Linked DNA regions of Mus musculus: region 2 is linked to region 1. Evidence: chromatin contacts called from public promoter capture Hi-C data. All regions are on one chromosome and are shown on one strand. The core of a region is the stretch at or near the end of the contact, and the rest is flanking DNA. Distances in the headings are between cores, read along the strand shown. Region 1 holds the start of Acod1 (aconitate decarboxylase 1). Region 2 holds the start of Slain1 (SLAIN motif family, member 1).

The links. Promoter capture Hi-C pulls out the DNA fragments that hold promoters and counts their contacts.
Region 2: a promoter capture Hi-C map of pre-B cells shows a contact between it and region 1. The contact joins the promoter of Slain1 here to the promoter of Acod1 in region 1. A contact is called at or near these places in 3 of 39 promoter capture datasets (the C10 cell line, frontonasal cranial neural crest and pre-B cells), 1 of 15 datasets of contacts at CTCF or cohesin (large pre-B cells), 1 of 484 Hi-C or Micro-C datasets (B cells), 5 of 115 datasets of contacts at active chromatin or transcription factors (craniofacial prominence, double positive thymocytes, effector CD8 T cells and 2 more) and 1 of 9 other capture datasets (liver).

The regions. Positions count from the first base shown.
Region 1 is chr14:103,043,219-103,049,727 of GRCm38.p6, forward strand. It overlaps Acod1 (aconitate decarboxylase 1), which reads left to right and starts at 3,794. Exons shown (of 5, transcript NM_008392.1): 1 at 3,794-3,861; 2 at 6,057-6,218; 3 at 6,391-6,480. The coding sequence starts at 3,850. Gm41235 (predicted gene, 41235) reads right to left here and starts at 5,522. Exons shown (of 4, transcript NR_168885.1): 1 at 5,415-5,522; 2 at 4,746-4,868; 3 at 3,008-3,039; 4 at 1-2,335.
Region 2 is chr14:103,646,376-103,652,884 of GRCm38.p6, forward strand. It overlaps Slain1 (SLAIN motif family, member 1), which reads left to right and starts at 3,853. Exons shown (of 7, transcript NM_198014.3): 1 at 3,853-4,533. The coding sequence starts at 3,980.

The sequences.
Region 1 (6,509 bases), core at 2,544-5,043:
TTTGGTAGTTAAATACTCAAAAGGACACTGTCACCAGTCTTTGAGTTTGAACTTCCATGCAACATTTAAACAAAGCCTGGACAACAGCAAAAAAAGCTCTGGTTTCTTAATGTTCAGTTTCACAAGTAGTTAAAAGATTATGTTTTGTCATGGGGTAGCCTATTGTATGTGAGGGAGCCCCATTTCTTAGTTAGAAGGGAAGATTAAGAGAAACCTATTAATCTATTGGAGGAGTTGACAATGGGAACATAGAGGCCTGTACTCCTCGTTGTGTTCTTTCTTTCCAGGAAAGAATGCCCTCATACAGAACCTCTCCTAGAATTATCAAAAAGCCTATTGACCAATGTTGATGCCTCCCTGAGGAAACACCACTGAGATCCCACCCCAATGCACACATGGGCTCTACCATCTCTTAACTACTATACAACAATCCCACAGGAGAGCCTTTACACTCATCTGAAACATGTTTCCAGGAAAATATCACCAACTGAGAGAGATAACAAATTCAAGTCAACAAATTTTACCCAAGTTAATCACAAAAACACTTTAGATATTTGAAAAGTGAACCTGAAGAAGAGCAATGGGAAATATTACAACCCCTTGGGAATGTTTAGCTTGCCCACTCTTGTTAGGGTTCCAGACTAACCCATCTTCATGGTGAATAATCAATTATTCTGATTCCTGAAGAAGGCATTCAAGACCATGTATCCTCCTAGCTGCTGTCCTTCATTGTCTCCATGGCCTCAGGTTGCACAGAACAATACAATGAGACCAACCTGGATACCCCTGAGAGGAAGGCCTCTTACCTCCCTCAAGAAAACAGGATGAGTTTACATCATCATTGTGTGATGCCCAAACCTGCTGTAAAACTCTGTGCCAAGCTCACCAGGAAATCTCTCTTCCAGCAGACTCATCAGCTTTCAATGGGAAACCCCTTGTATGTGCACAGCTTGTAATGTCCCCATGTCCCTAGTGCCTTCAGCATCAGGTGTGACATCCAGCAACCAAGAGGTCCACAAGACAAAAGATTTTGGCCATGTGCCATTTGGAAGAAAGACAGAAGAAAATAAAATGCAAGGGTCTGTGCCCAACACCTGTTTGGTCAGGACTCCTCCTAGTAACAGCCTGGTGTCACTCATACCAGAAAACTCCAGTTCCTTCAGAACCTTACCATAGCCCTTCATGATGGGTAGCAGATATCTATGAAAGGAAACTCAAGAGAAACAAGATCAATATTCCTAGCAGGGGAATTGATCAGACTGACATCTGACACCGGAAACTGGCAGCTGTGCCATTCACTTTAAAACTGCTTACAGAGTCCTGGTATTTTGCTCCAAAGAGGTACAATGAAGCATAAAGCGTGGATGCTCTGAACAACAGAAGCATGACAAAGTCCATCTCTCCCTCGGCATTCCAAAACTGTTCTATTGATTGCAGTGATTCCTGTTGACTTCCCATAGGCTCCCACCATTGAATTTTTGTTGAATTCCCAGCCAGTTAACAGTTGAGATAGTTAATTCTCCGGTATCAGGTTCTTGCACATCTTCCAATAATGAAGTCAGTAGACAGCAAAGGGAAATTTAGAAAACCATATTTGCCACGTTGAAACAATTCAAAGAGGACAGTCAAGACTCAAACACATCCTCTGAGATCCTTGCCAGTGGCAGGATGCCAACCAAGATTCAGTGTCAGGGCTGCAGCTCTATGCTCTCAGCAGTCTTCAGGGTACAAATTAAGAAAGATTGTGGGAGTTACAGTTGCATGTCCTCAACAGGCCTCAGGGTGCCTAGCCCATAAGTTACAAGTGTTACAGCCCTGTGATCTCACCAGGCTTCAGGGGGACACACAAAAACTGTTGGTAAGTATTACAGTTTGAACGCTGTTAGGGGCTTTGGAGTGCTAGCCAATAGCAATCCCTGGCAGAACAATTCTGCAGAGTGATCATTGACAGGGGTAACAAGCCTAGCATACCTCCTGTCTCTGGCAGGTCTTGAAGGCTTGAGTTGCAAATCTCTGCAAGTCTCTGAAGCAATGAATCTTGGGTAGTCCAAGTAGTTGCATGAATGAATTACCTTCTGAATTCAAAATATGAAGCTTTGTGGACTGAAGGAAGATGAGTCCCCCAACCTGCAGCTGCAGAAAGAGCCTGTAGACTGCTCTGAGCACATTCTCTGCCCGGGACAGAAGCCTCCAGTGTGGCAAGACTCTTAACTAGTCTGTCTCCTCTCTGAAAACTTAAAGGCATTCTTCTTTCTCAGGAGAAAGTCTGGGAGCCAAGCTCCTGGTCAGACAGGGATCCAGCTGAGAGCAGGACTTCATCTTTAGGCCTCTTCTTCTGCAAAAAAGGGGAACATGTGAGGGCCAGGACACAGGTCAGAACCAGAAGACTTCAGAGAGTCAGAATCCTGCCTGCCTGGGTGCCTGGTTCTGAAGTCCTCCTCCTCCTCCTCCTCCTCCTCCTCCTCCTCCTCCTCCTCCTCCTCTTCCTCCTCCTCCTTCTTTCTCTCTCTCTCTCTCTCTCTCTCTCTCTCTCTCTCTCTCTCTCTCTCTCTCTCTCTCTCTCTCTTCTCCAAGGAATAATCTGTGAAGGATGATTTTCCAGAGTTCTCCTCTATTACACTCAACCAGGTGGTCTCTGATTAGCCAAATGTGTGTACTTGGCATGTGTGTGTGTGTGTGTGTGTGTGTGTGTGTGTGTGTGTGTGTACATGTGTCTGTGTGGTGTGTATTTAGATATTTTTAATTAATTTTTTGAGATTTTAATTTATTTATTTATGTATTTACAACATTTCCACCCCTCCTCCTTCTCTTCTTTTAACTCTGGCCACCATTCCTCACAAATTCATGGCCTCTTCTTTAGTTATCACACACACACACACACACACACACACACACACACACGTGTGCACACATATGTACACGTACTTTCTCAACTGTCTCTGAGCCTTAGGTGTAGGGGTTTCATTGTTGGTATATCAGTTAGGTCTGGGCACCCATGCTCACTTACTCGTTATAGATAGTTGTAGTAGTCGTCTCCATCTACAATAAAAAGAAGCATCGTTGATGAGGGGCAGAGCTACACTTATCTGTGCGTGAGTAAGTATTTAGAATGCAGCTAGGTTTAGGGAACTGGCAGTGGTAGGCTCTCCTCTAGGATTCATAACCTTTAGGTTATGGCACATTTAGTGACTTCGTTAGTTACCTCTGGGTTATCGCCTCTGAAATTATGATGTGATTGGTGGCTTTGTTCACAGTACCAGTCATGGATTTCCTTCTGGTAAGCAGGCTCTAAGTCCAATAAGAACCAGTCAGGGTTTTTGTTTTTTGTTTTTTTCATCATTCCCAGAAGCTGTTTCATGGTTGGTTGGTGACAATGGGCTGTCTGTGAGAAGGCTGCTCTGAGTGACTCCTTGCCTTTCCAGATCTGGGGGCTTTTCTTCCTCTGTCATAGTCTTGCTATTTCCTTGTGATAAGTCTTCAAGAGTGGGATGCCCAGTAAAGAGAGTGTGCACTCTTCTCACCTATGGCCCCTAGCTGGGACAGGCCATCCCTCTGTAATTATAACTTAGTTTTTCTTATGTCTGTGAGGAATCATCAGATTATGGCCGCTGTAACACCTCCTCTCATCAGCCCTACATCTATAAGGGAGCTCTACACAACACAACAAAGGAAGTTTAAGTGAGGTCATTGGGGAGGTGTTGAAATGGTGGAAATTCCATGGTTGAAACAAAAGTGAAAGGGACAGACCTGGAGGGAGTGACTGTGTATAAAGGCACACGTCCACTAAAGGCCCCCAGCCAGCAACTACTCCTGCCATCCACTCCTGAGCCAGTTACCCTCCAGAGCAACATGATGCTCAAGGTATCGTAGCACTTGATGGCGCTTGCCTAAACTGCCTTCCTGGCTTGATTCTTCCTTTCTCAATCAGTTGGTCTTTTGCTAGCTATCTGCTCTGCTGCAGAAAGGACATCTTAGCTTTGCTTATGGTCTCTGAGCTGCCTGATTTAGCTATCTGTTGGCTTTCATCAGTATTTGACAGACAATGCCCATGATCCCATTGCTTCCTCCTAGCAAGAGAGTTAGGCCTGGTAAGTTCACTGAACCTCCACCTCTTGGTTTTGTGTGTGTCCTCTGTGGGACAGGAGCACATCTGTGATGGGAGCACAGGGGCACATCTGTAATTATCTATTTGCTCTCATGTACCCTGTAGTCCCCTGGCAGGTTTTTTAAGTTGGATGGCCTCATTTACTGGTTTGGCAGTTTAGAGAACAGTGCACAGGGAACTTGCCAGGGCTCCTGACACTTATTATAAAACGAATGACTCCATACTCCGCTTTAATCTATACATTAGTCACAGGAGCTTACTAAAAAGATAGACAAGTGCCCCTATAAAGTCAAGCACGCCAGCAAGACATTTGACTTGTAGATGAAGGATGACTCACAGGAATCTGAGTGGAGCTATTGTCCCCCTTATGATCTCTCCCTCCATGGTCAGGGAGGGCGGCTTGTTCTTTGGCTCTCAGATCGTGTTCAGCACTATCAGGTCAGGGGAGCCCAGTGGTCTGTCGTAAATCACATAAGCAGTGCCAGCCCGATGCCTTGAGATCTATGCTGCTGTTCCTCATCTGCTATTCATCAAATGTTTAACTGGTACTTGGAAATCAAGCCAGCTGATTATTATTGAGTCCATTCTTTTCCCTCCTTCCCTCCTCTTCTGCATATAAAATGCTTGTCAAAATACTTACCAGTAGGAAAAACAGCATCATTGTCTTCCTCGGCCCTAAACAGAAACATCCACAGCAATATCTGTTTGCTCTCCAGGCTGGCTCGGCTCCCGCTTTCTCCTACTGCAAGCTCTCTTGGTTTTTCTGTCAAAGTTTTACAAATGTAACAAATGTTCCATTCTCTTGAAAATGACAGTCGTTATATGACCTATAAATCTGAAGACTCTAAGGATAGGGCTATGGCTGAGACAGGAGAATTGTCCAAAGTTCAAAGCCAGCCTGAGCTACATAGTGAGTCCAGTTTAGCCAGGGCCACACAGAAAGACCCTGCCTCAGAAAGAAAAAGAAAAGAAGAGAAAAAAGGGCTGGTGGGTAGAAGGTGGAAGATTTTCCTGTAGATGAGGGTTCTAGTCTCTGTCTCTACTTTGGCAGTAAGTCCATCGTGAGAGACTTTAGACCCTTCAGATTCTCCAATCTGACACGTCTTCTAGCTATTATTTGTAAATGGGCAATGTTACAGTCAGAGATGGAGAGGAAGTTAGGCAATAATGTGATTATCAAATGTGGAAAGGAAAATTACTTAATAGTTCACTAAGGAACTCCAAGTCAGGTATGTGGTGGAAGCCCCTTCCAGTTGGCTATTTTTAAATCATATTTTCCTGTGAAGGGACACAGAATCAAAATTATTACCTGTGGATTGAAGAGCTTGATAATTAAAGGAATCGCTAAGTCCTCTGCTAGTGGCAGGAGATGCTAATCCTCTTGCCGTGAGGGCTTGTGTCTGGTTTGATCACCTTCTACAAGTGATGGCCACAAACCACAATGTCCTTCCTTCCTCCTCCCACCTCGGTCTAGCCTTCCCTTCACTGTTACCCGTCACCTCTGTTGTCATGTGCTTACCAGCTTGCATATTTTCACATCGCTGTGAGTTACAATGCACTATCTACTTGAAACACTCATTACCGTACCTGACACAACTCAGGAAGGCCAGTGCTCAGTAATCTGAACGCACTTCCCGTCCAGATGTCCTCACTTCATGGACAGTTGTCCTATCTTCCCCTCTGTCTGTGTTCCCATCACGCTTTGTTGACATCATCTGCCAAGCAGCCTGCATTATCAGTGTGACTGGGCAAAGAACTTCATTATTGTGTATTTCCAACTCCTCATGCCTAACGAGGTATGTACCTAGTGTGCATTGCTTTGTAGAAAGGAAACTTAATTACATCAAGCAGGTTTCTTCTCATGGAGGAAAAGTCTTTACCAGAAGGTCTCAAAAGAAGCGAGTGCATACAAAGGGGGTGCGAGGAGGTTCTAACCTTCTTCTCTTTGAAGTCTGTCACAGAGAGCTTTGCTGGTATGATTCACGGCTTGAAAGTGAACCACCTGACAGATGGTATCATTCGGAGGAGCAAGAGGATGATCCTGGATTCTCTGGGCGTTGGCTTCCTGGGGACAGGCACAGAAGTGTTCCATAAAGTCACCCAATATAGTAAAGTAAGAAGTGCAAAGTTTGCTTTCAAGATAAAACAAATAAACAAACATGCATGCACACCCCCTCCCAGGGGTCCTGTGAGGCCCGACACAGTGCCTCCAGGATGAAGAGTAACTCTGGGAATGCCAGCTCAGTCTATTGCTGTATTAATTAACTGGTGTTCTTCTGTTGCAGATCTACAGTTCCAACACCTCCAGCACTGTTTGGGGTCGACCAGACTTCAGGCTCCCACCGACATATGCTGCTTTTGTTAATGGTGTTGCTGTAAGAAAGTTTGTTGGTCTTCTCTTTAA
Region 2 (6,509 bases), core at 2,603-5,102, 600 kb after region 1:
GTCGCTAAGCTCGGCCACCTCCTATGCTGCTGAGTTGGGTTTTCATCTCCACACCTGTCTTGAGCTATAGTTAGCTGTCTATGTGCTTTCTTCCCTAGATAAAGTCTCAGAGGAGACAGGGTCTTACTCACCTTTTAAAAATTATATAGTGCTCGGACTTATGCATAATAGACATATAACAAGTATTTATTAAGAGGGTTTTTTGAAAGTATAGCTTGCTAAACAAACAGATCATTATCACTATTACTCTTCCTGTAAGCACCACGGTATGACTTTATAGGGTATAATTACATGGGTGTTTGACATGAGTCTAAGTAGGAGTTCTGAGTGAGGTTAGGATGTGCAACCTAAACACAGAGTATTATTGATGTGTTCATTTCTCTCTGTATTACCCCCTTAGATTAAAACACCACACATTCAACGTAGCAAGAGTTGTTCTAGTTCTATTTGGGTCATATGTGAAGTAATCGATCATCGTGGGTCTGCAAAAGGCCTTCTTATCATCCCGTGTTGCTCCTACAAGATAAATGAAGCATATGCAAATAACTAATTGGGTTCTGATCTTGGTTCCAGATACAATGTGAGAATTTACCTATTCATCTTGTTGTGTTTCAATCTTTCTCTGTCATGTGCTTGCCGCCCCTTGAGGCACCGAGAGAGCACATGAGCACATTCCACTCTCTCCTCTGTGGAGAGCAGGCACTTCCAGTAAGAGGCAGGCTCACAGAAGCACTGGCCTCTGAATCACACTGAAGATACAGGTGGAGATCCTTGATCTCGATTTACATATTAGGTGAATTTTTACGTCTTGGGGTAACTGGATCCACAGTTGTGCATTTCTGCAGGAGAAAGAGGAGAGTCATCGGGCCAGGGGCAAGTGCTCAGAACTGCTGTTGTTTTTATGTCTAGACTTGGGCAGGTAACCTAGCCTGGCTCTTGTGTAAAACTAGGATAACAACAGGCAGGGTGTCTCTAGATTTCTTAAGAGACTTCTTTCTATTCATATGCCCAAGAGGATATTATGGTATGTTTCAGTTAGAGTTCCTACTGATGTGATGAAAACCATGACCGAAGCAACTTGGGGAGGAAGGGTTTATTCGGCACTTCTATATCATTGTTCATCATCAAAGGCAGTCAGGAGCCATGGAGGAGTGCTGCTTATTGGCTATGCTTCCTCTGGTCCACTCAGCCTGCTTTCTTATAGGAACCTGGACCACCAGGGCTGGGCCCTCCCACATCGACTTCTAAGAAGAAGGCTACAGGCTTCTCTGCAGCCCAGTCATACACTGGCATTTTCTCAGTTAATCTTCCTATTTTCCTCAATGACTCTAGCTTGTGTTGAATTGACATAAAGTAGCCGGCACATAGTATTTGTGCAGTTTTGTTGTCAGGAAAGTGATTGAATTGACAGGTGACAGATATAGGTGACTACGTTAATTTTAGGTTTTTAAAAGTAACTTCAGAAACAGTGTGTGATTTTTAAAGCGTAAGGAAAAAGGACTATTGGAAAACATGAATTTCTTGATGCAGTTTTGAGTGTGTGATATATGGATGCTTCCCACAAAGGTTTTAGTGAGACATGCATTTTTATGTCAATAGACTTTGTACATTCTGAAATCACCTCTTCGTTTCATTTAAAATACTAAATTTTAAATACTAAATAAATTGAGACACTACCTATGCACTTGATTTCAGAGAACACAGCTTGAAATTTGCATCAAAATAAAAAAAACTAAGACTGCTTAATTAAAACCTTGACACTACCAACCTCTTCAATTATGTGTTAAGGAGATGGGCACCCTGGGGATACCAACTTAAAATCAGTGTGCATTTTGAGTGCCATTAGCACGCACACATGCACAGCTCTCTGAAGGGAAGAAAAGAGCTTTCACAGGGAAAAAAAAAAACCCTAACATTTCTCTTGAGCAGAAATTATTTTGCTTTTTAAAAGCAAGGAGAGACCATGCCTGCTGCAACCCCAAACAGTGCTTCCTATATTTTCTGGGGCTTAAATGCTCAGGTATGCTTTTTTTTTTTCTTTTTGTAAACAGTCACAAATTTTTACAATAATTGTTACTTAAAAAATAGTTCTACAGTGTAGATCAGAAAGAGCAAATGCAGGAGGGGATGAGTGCTTAGTTCTCTGCTTCTTTAGAGTATATGAATGCTGTAGTAGAAATGACTGCTTCTCTTTACTTGTTAACTCTTGTTGTTTAAACTGTTATGTGCTGATCCCTAATTTCTTTCACTGATGTGGCACTCAGCAGCTCTTTGTTCTCTTTGTGCCTGTCCTCTCCCTTTCTTTGTGTTTCAGGGATACTGCTGCCCGCATCTGCCACTGAGCATGCGGGGAAAATCTTTCAATAGATTCTTCACTTAGGAGTTTCAGCAGTAGTACTCCACTTCTCCAGGTTTTAGTAATAACCAACAGGCCCAAAAAAAGGAAACTTGGAAAGGTGGTGGGAGATACAGGTGGTTGGGGTCAGATGGCCAGCGGGGCTCTGTGTGGAAGGTAACTTCAGGGAAGTTAGCATACACTAACTTCCAGAAGCTCTCTCCAGCCGAGTTAAATTCAGGACACCCACCTTTGCACATACACCCAAGTTTAGAGCTGTAGCTTGCCAAGTGAGAAGACACAAGTGTTTCTGAGCAGCAAGGCACAGGATCAAATTTTAAAAGATTAGAGGCAACATCCTAGCGCTGCCACAGAGATGTGCGGTATGTTTTCATTGACGTCATGTGTACAGTGCCTGAGCGAGGCCCTTCACAAGCTAGTACACCGTCTGAGGATGAAAATCAGCGGTGTGGATTGTTCTCGCACTATAACGGCAGGCTTTCCTTTGTGTTAAACCCACAAAATGCTAAGTCAACATTAACTGAACAAAACGATCGGTTCATCTGCGTAAAAGCATTTTTGTTGAAAAAATAAAAAGCATGGTTTCCAAGAATCCCCCCCCCCAAAAAAAAAAAAAAAACCAAACAAGCAAACCAACAAACAACAAAAAAGCAGGGAATGTTATACCTTTCCTCTTTTCGCTCAGGCACGTGTGACTTTAATAGTGTAAATGATTTAACAGATGGTGCACAATTTTGCTTGTATTTGCAATCACTGATGCCTGTTGTTCACTTGCTCAAAAAGCCAGCGTTTAGAACACAGTGGAGCATGCAGGAGATGCTCAAAGATCTTTTGTCTAATATAAAAGAGCATGAAAACCCAACTCTCCTTTCATGGTGAAAGACTGGTGGGGATAGTTCATATATGGCTATTTTAGATAGACTGAAGTGAACGCCTGACTCTTCAGCAGCTGGCCATCCTCCCTCATAGAGACTGGGATTTCTCACTTTCCCTCCTTATTCTCTCCTATCCCACCATTTTGTTTCTGTGCTACTTAATACTACCCTTAGCCGCATCTTTTCAAACAGACCCAAAGCATCTGTTGTTGCTTTTTTGGGGGGGGGGTGAGCATCATGTTCCCCAGACCTTTTTTCACGAGGTTTCATTAGCAGGTGGCAATACCCTGAAGTCTAAAAGTGCTCTTGTAAGAGGGCTAGCCATTGGCCCTGGGTACGTTTTTCCCCTGCCACAGACACCTGCTACTTCTTTAGATCCCGCCCCTGGCTGTAGTCCTAGAAGTGGGGTTCTCTCGCCCAAAGCGGAAGAAGTGCGAGCGGCGGGAAGTTCAGGCCAGGTCCAATCAGGCACCTGAGGTTAGGTGGTGTGGGTGCAGACGGATGCCCAGGGAGGGTCCCCGCCGCAGGTCCCGCCCCCACGACACATCCATCACCAGAAGCTCCGCCCCTCGCGCCCCGCCCCGTCCCGGGGCCTCGGCTAAAACCCGGAGCCGCTAGAGCAGAGCACGGTGCAGAGCTGCGCGGCTGCTTCTTCCTCGGCCGGAGGCTGGGCCCTGGTGCTGATGCTGGTAGGCTGCGCGAGCTGGGCCCGCGTAGCCTCCTCGCCGCGGCGCTCGGGGCTCCCGCGATGATGGCGGAGCAGGTGAAATGCGCCTCGCCGGTGGCGGCCTCCGGCGCCGGCCCGGGGCCGGTGGTGAACGCCGAGCTGGAGGTGAAGAAGCTGCAGGAGCTGGTGCGCAAGCTGGAGAAGCAGAACGAGCAGCTGCGCAGCCGGGCGGCCAGTGCGGCCGCCGCCCCGCACCTGCTGCTGCTGCAGCCGCCGCCGCCCTCCGCCCCGCCGCCAGCCGGGGCCTGCAGCCCGCTCGCCACGCACAGGGCCCCGGCCAGCACGACCTCCCCGGGCCCGGGGGCGCTGGGCCCCGCGTTCCCGGGCACCTACTGCTTGCCCAGCCCCGCGCCCTCCCTGCTCTGCAGCCTGCAGCCGGCTGACGCGCCCTTCGTCTACTCCAAGCCGGCGGCGGGCTTCTTCGGCGGAGGTGGCAGCCCGGAACCGGGGACCGCAGGGACCCCGCCGGGGGAAGCCGCCACGCCGCCGTTGCCGCCTCCAACGCTGCTGGACGAGGTGGAGCCGCTGGACCTGGAGAGCTTGGCCGCCTGGAGCGAGGAGGACGACTACACCTGGTATAGCCGAGCTCCGCCGCCCCCTCCCCCCGGAGTTGGGAGGCCCAGCACGCGGGGGCGGGGCGTGGGAGGCAGGGGACCCAGAGGCCTAGCAGGTGCCAAGCCCTGAGCAGAAGCTTTGCATGGAGGCAGAAACCTGTTTTAGCATTGTGCCTATTGGTCCGACTGGGGACTGCCATCTGCCCCGTGCTTTGCTCTTTGCTGATTACGGGGTCCCAAGCGCCTCGTTAGCCTTAAATGCACAACTCATGTCATCTTGTCGCTCAGCCCTGCTCTCTTCTCTCTCTCTCTCTCTCTGTGTGTGTGTGTGTGTGTGTGTGTGTGTGTGTGTGTGTGGTGAAGGTGCTTGTCTTCTGCTCTCCTCCACTGCTTACCGTTCTTTCCTTACAAACGAACGCTGCACAGGATTGGTGTGCAGCCCCCCTTTGGTCACATCGGAAGCCGCCTAGTGATGAGCCTCTTCTCAGACATCTGCTATTGCAGTTGAGTTGTGTAGTTATATATGCCATCTCTCTGTATTTTCATAGATAACCTTTCAGATACCGATTTGATTATTAAAGGTGTGCCATCCTGGTACGTCAGAGGCAAAGGTTTTTTTAAGGACTGGAGGGGGCAGATGGAGGCGCTACGTTCTTTTAAAAAAATTGAACTTAAGAGGAATTTTCATTAATTTAGAAATGAAACCACATTGAAGAAAAAGTAGGTAGTTTTATGTTAATTTGACACAGGCTAGAGTCATCAGAGAGGCGGGAACCTCAATAATGCCTCCACAAGATCAGACTGTAGGTAAGCCCGTAGAACATTCTTAATGGTTGATATTGGAGGGCCCAGCCCATTGTGGGTGTTGCCATCCCTAGGCTGGTGGTCCTGAGGTTAAATAAGGAAGCAGGTTGAGCAAGTCCTGGGGTGCAACCCAGTAACTAGCACCCCTCCATGGTCTCTCATTTAGCACTTGCCTCCAGATTCCTGCCTTGTTTGAGTTCTTGTCTTGTATGAGTTCCTGTCCTGACTTCCTTTAATGATGAACTGTGGTGTGGAAGTGTAAGCTAAATAAGTCCTCCCTTGTCGTCTTTCCCCCCCCCCCTCCCCAAGTTGCTGTGTGTGTGGGTCCTGGTGTTTAATCACAGCAATTTTAACCAGAGGATGGCACTATTAGAGACACTTTATTATCTAGTTTTAGAAACTTTTAGGGTTGATTGTAAGGATGGTGGAAACTGGACGTGTCTATTCAATGGACTCTGGTTAGCTGTGTGTTTCTGCTCATGAATGAGTACTTTTTTGAGGAGACAGGTGCCTAAGCCCCTGCTGCTTGCTCATGGAAGGCTTGGCCTTGGAGTATCTTCTGTTAGGAATCGCTTGCTTGGTCGCTAGACATCCTCTAGGCGTGTAGGCATACCCCAGGAGTGGTTAGATAAAGTGGAGTGTGGGTTCATGCAAGGAGGTTGAGCAGTGTTCACATCGGGGTAACAGTAGGATGAAGAGTTGCATCCTTTTGCCTGTTATTTAAGAAAATCAGATTTTTATTTATTATTTTTTTCATTTTGTACTCTTGTTACTGATTGTATAGAAGGGAAATGGGAAGTGGGGAATCTTATTGTTTTGCTATTGGGAACTACAGTCTTCCTTTTGCATCGATACCCTACATGGCACCTACCTGTAAACTTTCATTGCCAGTTGCTCTGATTTTGAAAATTAATAACATAAATCTATAATAGACTTTTTTGTGGGCACATGTATCATCTGCCTTCAGCTTTGATTTTAGGAACTGTACAGGGATCCTATGGTGTGCAAGTCTAACAGCTCAACACTTCCTGGAACTTTAAGCCATTCTTTCTAAACAACACGCTTGGGTGGGGGTACAGCCTAAGTATAGTCCCGCCTGAGTATAGTATTGGAAAATGGTCTTGCAGTGGCTTTTGTGTTTCACTCACGCCTGTCAACCCTATGCTAATTTCAAATCAGTTGAGTTTTTGATT